2 separate regions of the Gossypium raimondii genome follow, and region 1 is linked to region 2. A link is a contact called in public Hi-C data. All regions are on one chromosome and are shown on one strand. Each heading gives the region's core, a stretch centred on a gene start, on an enhancer-like site or on the middle of the called end of the contact. The rest is flanking DNA. Distances are from core to core; before and after follow the strand shown.

Region 1 (3,163 bases), core at 241-2,740, 140 kb before region 2:
GAATATGAACAGGGATGAAAAGAAATCCAAAGTCTTAAGAGAAGATATAAAAACATGATACAATTTCAAATGTAATTCAAACCTTAATAAGCATCCAAGAACATATCAGAAGGACTATAATAAAACGAAGAAAAGTAACAATAAGTAAAGAAAGACAAGCGAACCAGTTCCTATTCATCAAGATGAGGAGAATAAGTCCTACAAGGCCAATAGAACCCACGACTGAATAGAAGACTAAATTGACACGCACACTAGTCTTCAATCTTTCAGTCACAGAGAAGTCTCCAGCATCTTCAAAACCCTGAATAAGGGGCACCACAACCTTGCTTATAACATAATTTAATTATATGAGGAAATGCACCACAATCTGCAAAACCATATAGAAGAATCATCTCTATTCCCAACAAAATAATCCCACAACTTAACATAAATGAAAATACAACAAATGGATAAGTACAACCACCAGTAATTGTCATTTCAAGCCCACATGAAAAAGTTGTAATAAATCACAACAATATGAATACAGTGCACCACCTTTGAATTATTTTAACCTTAGCTTATAAAGTAGAATCTAAAAACTTGAAAACCTATATCCATCCCGAAAGAATTAAGAAAGTTCATTTACAGGAACTACAATCAATTGTGCCACTAAAGAAAATTGATCTAGAATACTCTAAATGGCATATCCCCGTGAATTTTAGTTCAACAAAAAAGGCATCCATCAATAGAGAAACCAAATAAACTAGTGCGAAATTCAATGAAGAATGAAACGTACCATGTAAGGAGAAAAGTACCCCAATAAGACCAACTCTAAAAAAACGAGATTCCTCCATTTTCAATATCATTATCTGGGTTCGATATCGTCTGCACTAAGTTAACATTATTATTTTTAATTTGTCTAGCCTAACTTATTACAATATTAAAAAAGAAAGAAAGATAGATCCAACAAATAAAGTACATTTCCGAACGGAATTAAAAAGAACAAAGAATTACCGTTCAGATATCCGCGGGGACGAGGATGATAATGGAAAGAGAACAGAACCAAGCGTATTCGACGGTGAAGAGGACGTAACGAGGGACATCCGGGCCAACGAAGTACCTCAAGGTGAGAATAACCATCCCTAAGGTTAAAGGCAGCGAGATCAAGTAAAATACCCACATATCCCCTTGCCTTTTCCTCTTCCACGGATTTTCTTCTATTGAAATCACAACCAGTCATGGTGGTTGCTTCTTTCTATCTATCACGGTCGGTCGCGGTGGTTGCTTTGTATTGTGCTCAACGCTTCGTGCGGGATTTCGTGCGGTGTGGGGCAAAAATCACAACCAGTCATGGTGGTTGCTTCTTTCTATCTATCACGGTCGGTCGCGGTGGTTGCTTTGTATTGTGCTCAACGCTTCGTGCGGGATTTCGTGCGGTGTGGGGCAAGGCGTTTTGGGACTAACGTTGCTTTAGGCTTGGGAGATTTAATTAACCTTTAGATGGGCTGATTTTCGTGATTGGGGAAAATTTTGGGCTTTATAAATGAAAAGGAAAAATGAGGACAAGACATGATCCGATAGAGATTTAAAAATCCGATAAGGGATAGAATCAAAGATGTTTCATATTTTTAAACTGTTGCCAATTGATGTTATTATTTTATTTTTAAAAAACTTATTCTTTTGCCCCTAAGTTTTAGCTCAATTGGCATGGGTATTATTGTTAATGCAGGAGGACGTGGGTTTTAATGGGTTAAAACGCATTATTCTCTTATTTATGGGTTGAGGAGGGGCTAGCATATATGATCAGAACTTGTAATATAATTGTTCAAAAAAAATTATCCTTTTATGTGGTTTTTTATATTATTTTTTATAATATATGTAGTTAGATTTTCAGAATACTATCTCGATATTTATAGGTATGGAGTTTGTTGAGATTTTTCTACTTGATCAAGTTTTTCACATCCTATTGGAATCAATGTAATTATTTTGAAATGATCGCAATACCTCAACACCTATGAATGTCGAGATCCTTATACAATATATAAACAATTATATTTATTAACAGTAATAATAAATTGCAATGAATATAAATATACATCAACATACCTCTTCATCGACTTGTTGATTGATTTCTCATCACGTCCAAATAAAGTCCTTTCAATAATGTGTATGATCCAAACAACCCCTAAGTTTGTTTAAATATTTAATGCAATAGGTGATTATAAATATTGATAATTGAATACACCTTAAGATATTGTACATAATTATACTTTTACCTTCTATTTAGAGGGAACTCTCATGATTAGGAAGAGATGGGCCCTAACCATGTTATCTTTATCCATGCCCATGTTTGCAGAAGCAGCCAACAACCATTTATCTCATCAATCAATTCTCAAGTCGCCTTATGGAGCACCCGATACAAATACATCAAATTCGCTAAACCCCAATTGAATCGATTGATCATCCAAGAAAACTCTAGTGAGGAAGATACATGGACCTTATTGCTAGTCTTGTTTGGCAACAAAATTCCTCTTAACATCCAAAACATCTAAGCTTTTATAGATTGATTCATCTCCTCCACAGTTGCAAATTGTGAAGGGGCTAGTTTGATAAACCTCTCAAATCATGTGCATTTCACACAATTGTCATCTAATTCTTCTTGTCCTTATCCTTAAACGGGATGACACCCAACAAATGATGGTACTTGTGCTCCACGTTGATGCTACTAGCTTCGATTAAGCGACATCCTCTAGTATTATAGTCACTTCCCCACGTGAAACTGTAATGAATGTGTTTTCGCCATCCATTTTTCTAACAAGACGACAAGTGACTTCAGTAATTTTATACTATGTTGAGCATGAACAACTTGGTCGTGTCACTGTTTAGAATTTTACAAAAAAAAATTGTTAATATTTAATTTCACAAAATCTTAAAAACATTTCTACAAAAAAAATAATTTACTTGCCAATTTTACCATATTGGCGGCATCTTTTGCTATATGTTTTATTTTAAACCTTAAATCAACCATTTCTTTCCTAAAAAAAGAAAAAAAATTTAAGGGTTTGAGAGGATTTTGGTTGAAAAAAAGAAAAGAGAGAAAATAATTGAGTATTTATAGACTGAAAGTCGACTCTCATGATTGTCAACTTTCACTCACTACACCAAAACAGGCTTTTAGCGGCGT
Region 2 (3,366 bases), core at 703-3,202:
CTGAAAACATCTTGTCTACTGCTTTTTCCAAGTGGGAAGTAATTCTCTGCAAGTCACCAAGCCTGGATCTGGTTTGGGCGCAAGTTTTGTCTGATCCTTTTTTAAGGCGGCTTATTATTAGGTATTTAATCTTTCATCTTTATCTCAGTAGCTTTTGTCTGTTTATACAAAATTAGATAGATTTTGCTTGGTCTAACGGAAGCATGCTCGGATAAATATCTACTTAATGATATCAAGTGAGGAATTGCTGCTAAGTGGTTGTGCTTTGTAGAATATATTGGTGTTCATCATCCGAGTATGTTGTTTAATATTTTGCATGCTTAGACAAACAAATGAAATGATGGTATCTTGCGATTTTCTCTCCAGATTCATATTCTGTCGAGCTGTGCTCTCTGCTTTTTGTTCTTCAGAAGAGAGCGAACAATATGTACCTGTTTGCCTACCACAACTTCCTAATTCTCTGTCTCCAAAGGCTGAAGTCGTGCAGTCTTCAGTCAGCCAGCTTGCAAATCACCTGAACGTTGCCGACGGCTTTCACTTTGACAACACATAAACAGGGTCATAAGTTGATGAACTCTGTACGATAACATTGTGGTTTTCTGATAGGAAGATTCATTCAATTTATAGTTTTTTTATGGTACAGTAGCTCCTGTAATTTCACCCTTAGTTGGCAATTCTGGGTACTCAAAAAGACATATGGTTGCTAAGCGAGGCTTAAACCAGGCATCGTTGAGGAATTTGATCGAGCATGCTCACTTCAGCTTCTGTAATCGCCTACAAACTCCTCGCTGGTTTAATAATCTCTTTTCCGGAACTTTATCCTGGTAAGCCACTATTCTTAAAATGGGTAAGGTATGCATGAACATAGGTGGCTGAAGTCTTTAGGAGTCCCACCATTGATGTATAATAAGGTAACTGCTGTCATGAACGTTAGATAGAGCCTTTTCTGTTTAGTGTTCCATTTTCTTTTAAAAATTTTTTGGGCAGATTTGAAAAAGAAAAATGAGGTAGGCTAGTGGGGTTTTTTTGTTTTTTTCGGTTTGATTTATATGTTTTCTTAAAGAAGTGTTAATGGAAAGAACTAGAATGTAAATTGAATATTGGTAATCGAGGAAGCGTCTCAATACGTGTAATTGCAATGCATTTTTTTTCTTTAATAGTTGTACTTGCTTTCAATTTATTTTATTGGAATTTAATGTCTTGATGATATTAATTGAGTCAAGCTCAATCAATTATTTATTTTAATATTACCTCTTTAGATAAAAAATAAAATAAAAAAACTCTTTTCAAGTAAATTTTAACAAAAAAAATACAGATGAGTATAACATATTTATTTAATTATGAAAATAGCATACTAAAAGCCAAATTAGTATTCCTATTCTGATATGCGTCAATATAGGTTTTACTATTTAAAAGAAACAAATCATGATTTGAGCTCATTCCTATAATACACATTTAAAAAAGGAATTATGTATTTTTAGGAACGTGAATTGTTATGTATTCACAAACAAAAGTTAATATTGAAATAAATTTTATCACAAAATATTAAAATTTATAGTTAATATCTCAAAGGTTAAAATATGATGCTAGTCTCACAAAATTTAAAATCTAATTATTGTATTTTAAAAGTTAAAATTCAATCTTCAAATTTTCCTTTTAAAATTTCAGTCAATCATTAAAACTGTTGGTATTTTTATCAAAATTTGTAAATTTTAAATTTTAATTAGGTTGTTTTGTATAATTTGATATGTGATTGACAAAAAAATTTCTTAAATTGACAAATTTTATCAGAAACTATTAAAATGATAATAATTGAACTACAAATTTTAAATTGCAAAAATATAAAATTAAAATTTTAACATAAGTACTGACAAGTGACAACTGATTTTAACCTATTCAAAATGTTATTTTGATCCGAGCATTAGGCATCCATTGCCTGCCTTACTCACGAACGGCGTCGTTTAACCATCTCTGAACTTGAGTAAACTCTCAAAACTGGCCACTTAAAAATGTTTTTCGTTTTTCAAAATCCATATCAGTACTTTTTCCGGTCAAAATTGGTCCGTCAGTCGGGTCAGTTCATGTTTGTGTTGTTCAGTCGGGTCCGATAGTGATTTGCAAAACCACTTGCAGTTTAGAAAGAGCTCCGATCGATCTCACTCAACAGTTAGGTCAATAGCCGCTTTTGCAAATCGCCTAAACCAAGCCAAAAAAGCCCCCAAAACTCGACAAGGCCATGGTAGTTGCTAGTTCCAATCCCCACAACAAGGAGATGCAAATCCGTAGAAGAATAAGCAACATGTAATTTTCTTTTTCTCTCGCTTTCTCCTTTCATCTTCCCTAATTACTGATGCAAATTGCTTTTTTTTTTTGGGGGGGGGGATTGTTTTAAATAGATTCAATAAAAGAGAAGAGGATTTTCCATCACTGAGAGAATACAATGATTACTTGGAAGAAGTGGAAGACATGAGTATGTTGCGCTTTATTCAATTTCCCTAATCGTTTGGGTTTTTTTTCTTGGTTAAACTATCTAATTCGGGGGGTTTTGGGCAGTTTTTAAATTGATTGAAGGAATAGATGTTCAAGCTATTGAGGAGAAAATTACCAATTATCAGCAAGAAAATGCTGAGCAGATTATGATCAATCAAGCTCGTAAGGTACCTTTCAGTAACCCCTTTTTTAGGTTTCCTCCAGGGTGACTGAGGCTTATAACAATATCATCAAATTTTCTTTTCACAGAAATATTTCTTGGAAATTTTTACTTTTGAATTACTAAAATAAACTGTTTTGATGAACAGGCTGAAGATTTAGCTGCTGCAATGGCAGCAAGCAAGGGGATCCCAGTACAGGCCGATACTGATGGGGTGAGAGAATTCTATCATCATTGCTGTTTTAAACGTTTACCTCAGTTCTTGAATTCTGTTTCTAAACATAAAGCATGCATCGTCTCTTTGGTGTTATGTAGCTAGAACAATGCCTTGCAGTCAGTCTCAGTATTAAAGTGGTTGTAGTTAATTTCTTAACTTCATTCGTGTTGCTACTGCCTACCTACCGGCTTTGAGCAAAATGGTTAATAGCCAGTTCAATTGTTTGACATTTTAGATAATGATGGTAGTATATATTATTGTTTCCGGGATCTTTTTTTCTATTCCATTACTTTTTTTCATTTTGTTTCACATGACTGGGAAGAAGAGAAAATATGTACTTTGGGAAGTTCATTTGTTGAACCTTAGTGTACATGTTTTTACATCTGATTAAACCTTCTGCTAGTTTTGGTTTGGACATTTTCACCTACTCTAGTTTGTATTATTTGCTGTACTTGCAACGGATAACTGATATTTCCTTATTTATTTTGAGGTTCTCTCG

What was found. Hi-C and Micro-C count contacts between places; a contact is called where the count stands out from the background.
Region 1: a Hi-C map of leaf shows a contact between it and region 2, with 4 times the contacts expected there. The contact joins the promoter of LOC105762061 here to the promoter of LOC105763532 in region 2. A contact is called at or near these places in 2 of 2 Hi-C or Micro-C datasets (both in leaf).

What each region holds. Positions count from the first base shown.
Region 1 is chr12:21,762,751-21,765,913 of ASM2569854v1, reverse strand. LOC105762061 reads right to left here and starts at 1,490. Exons shown (of 15, transcript XM_052625220.1): 1 at 994-1,490; 2 at 772-864; 3 at 157-322. The coding sequence starts at 1,161.
Region 2 is chr12:21,621,887-21,625,252 of ASM2569854v1, reverse strand. LOC105763532 reads left to right here and starts at 1,952. Exons shown (of 5, transcript XM_012581771.2): 1 at 1,952-2,301; 2 at 2,397-2,470; 3 at 2,554-2,657; 4 at 2,799-2,864. The coding sequence starts at 2,237. It overlaps LOC105763533, which reads left to right. Exons shown (of 9, transcript XM_012581773.2): 8 at 1-121; 9 at 367-1,157. The coding sequence ends at 553.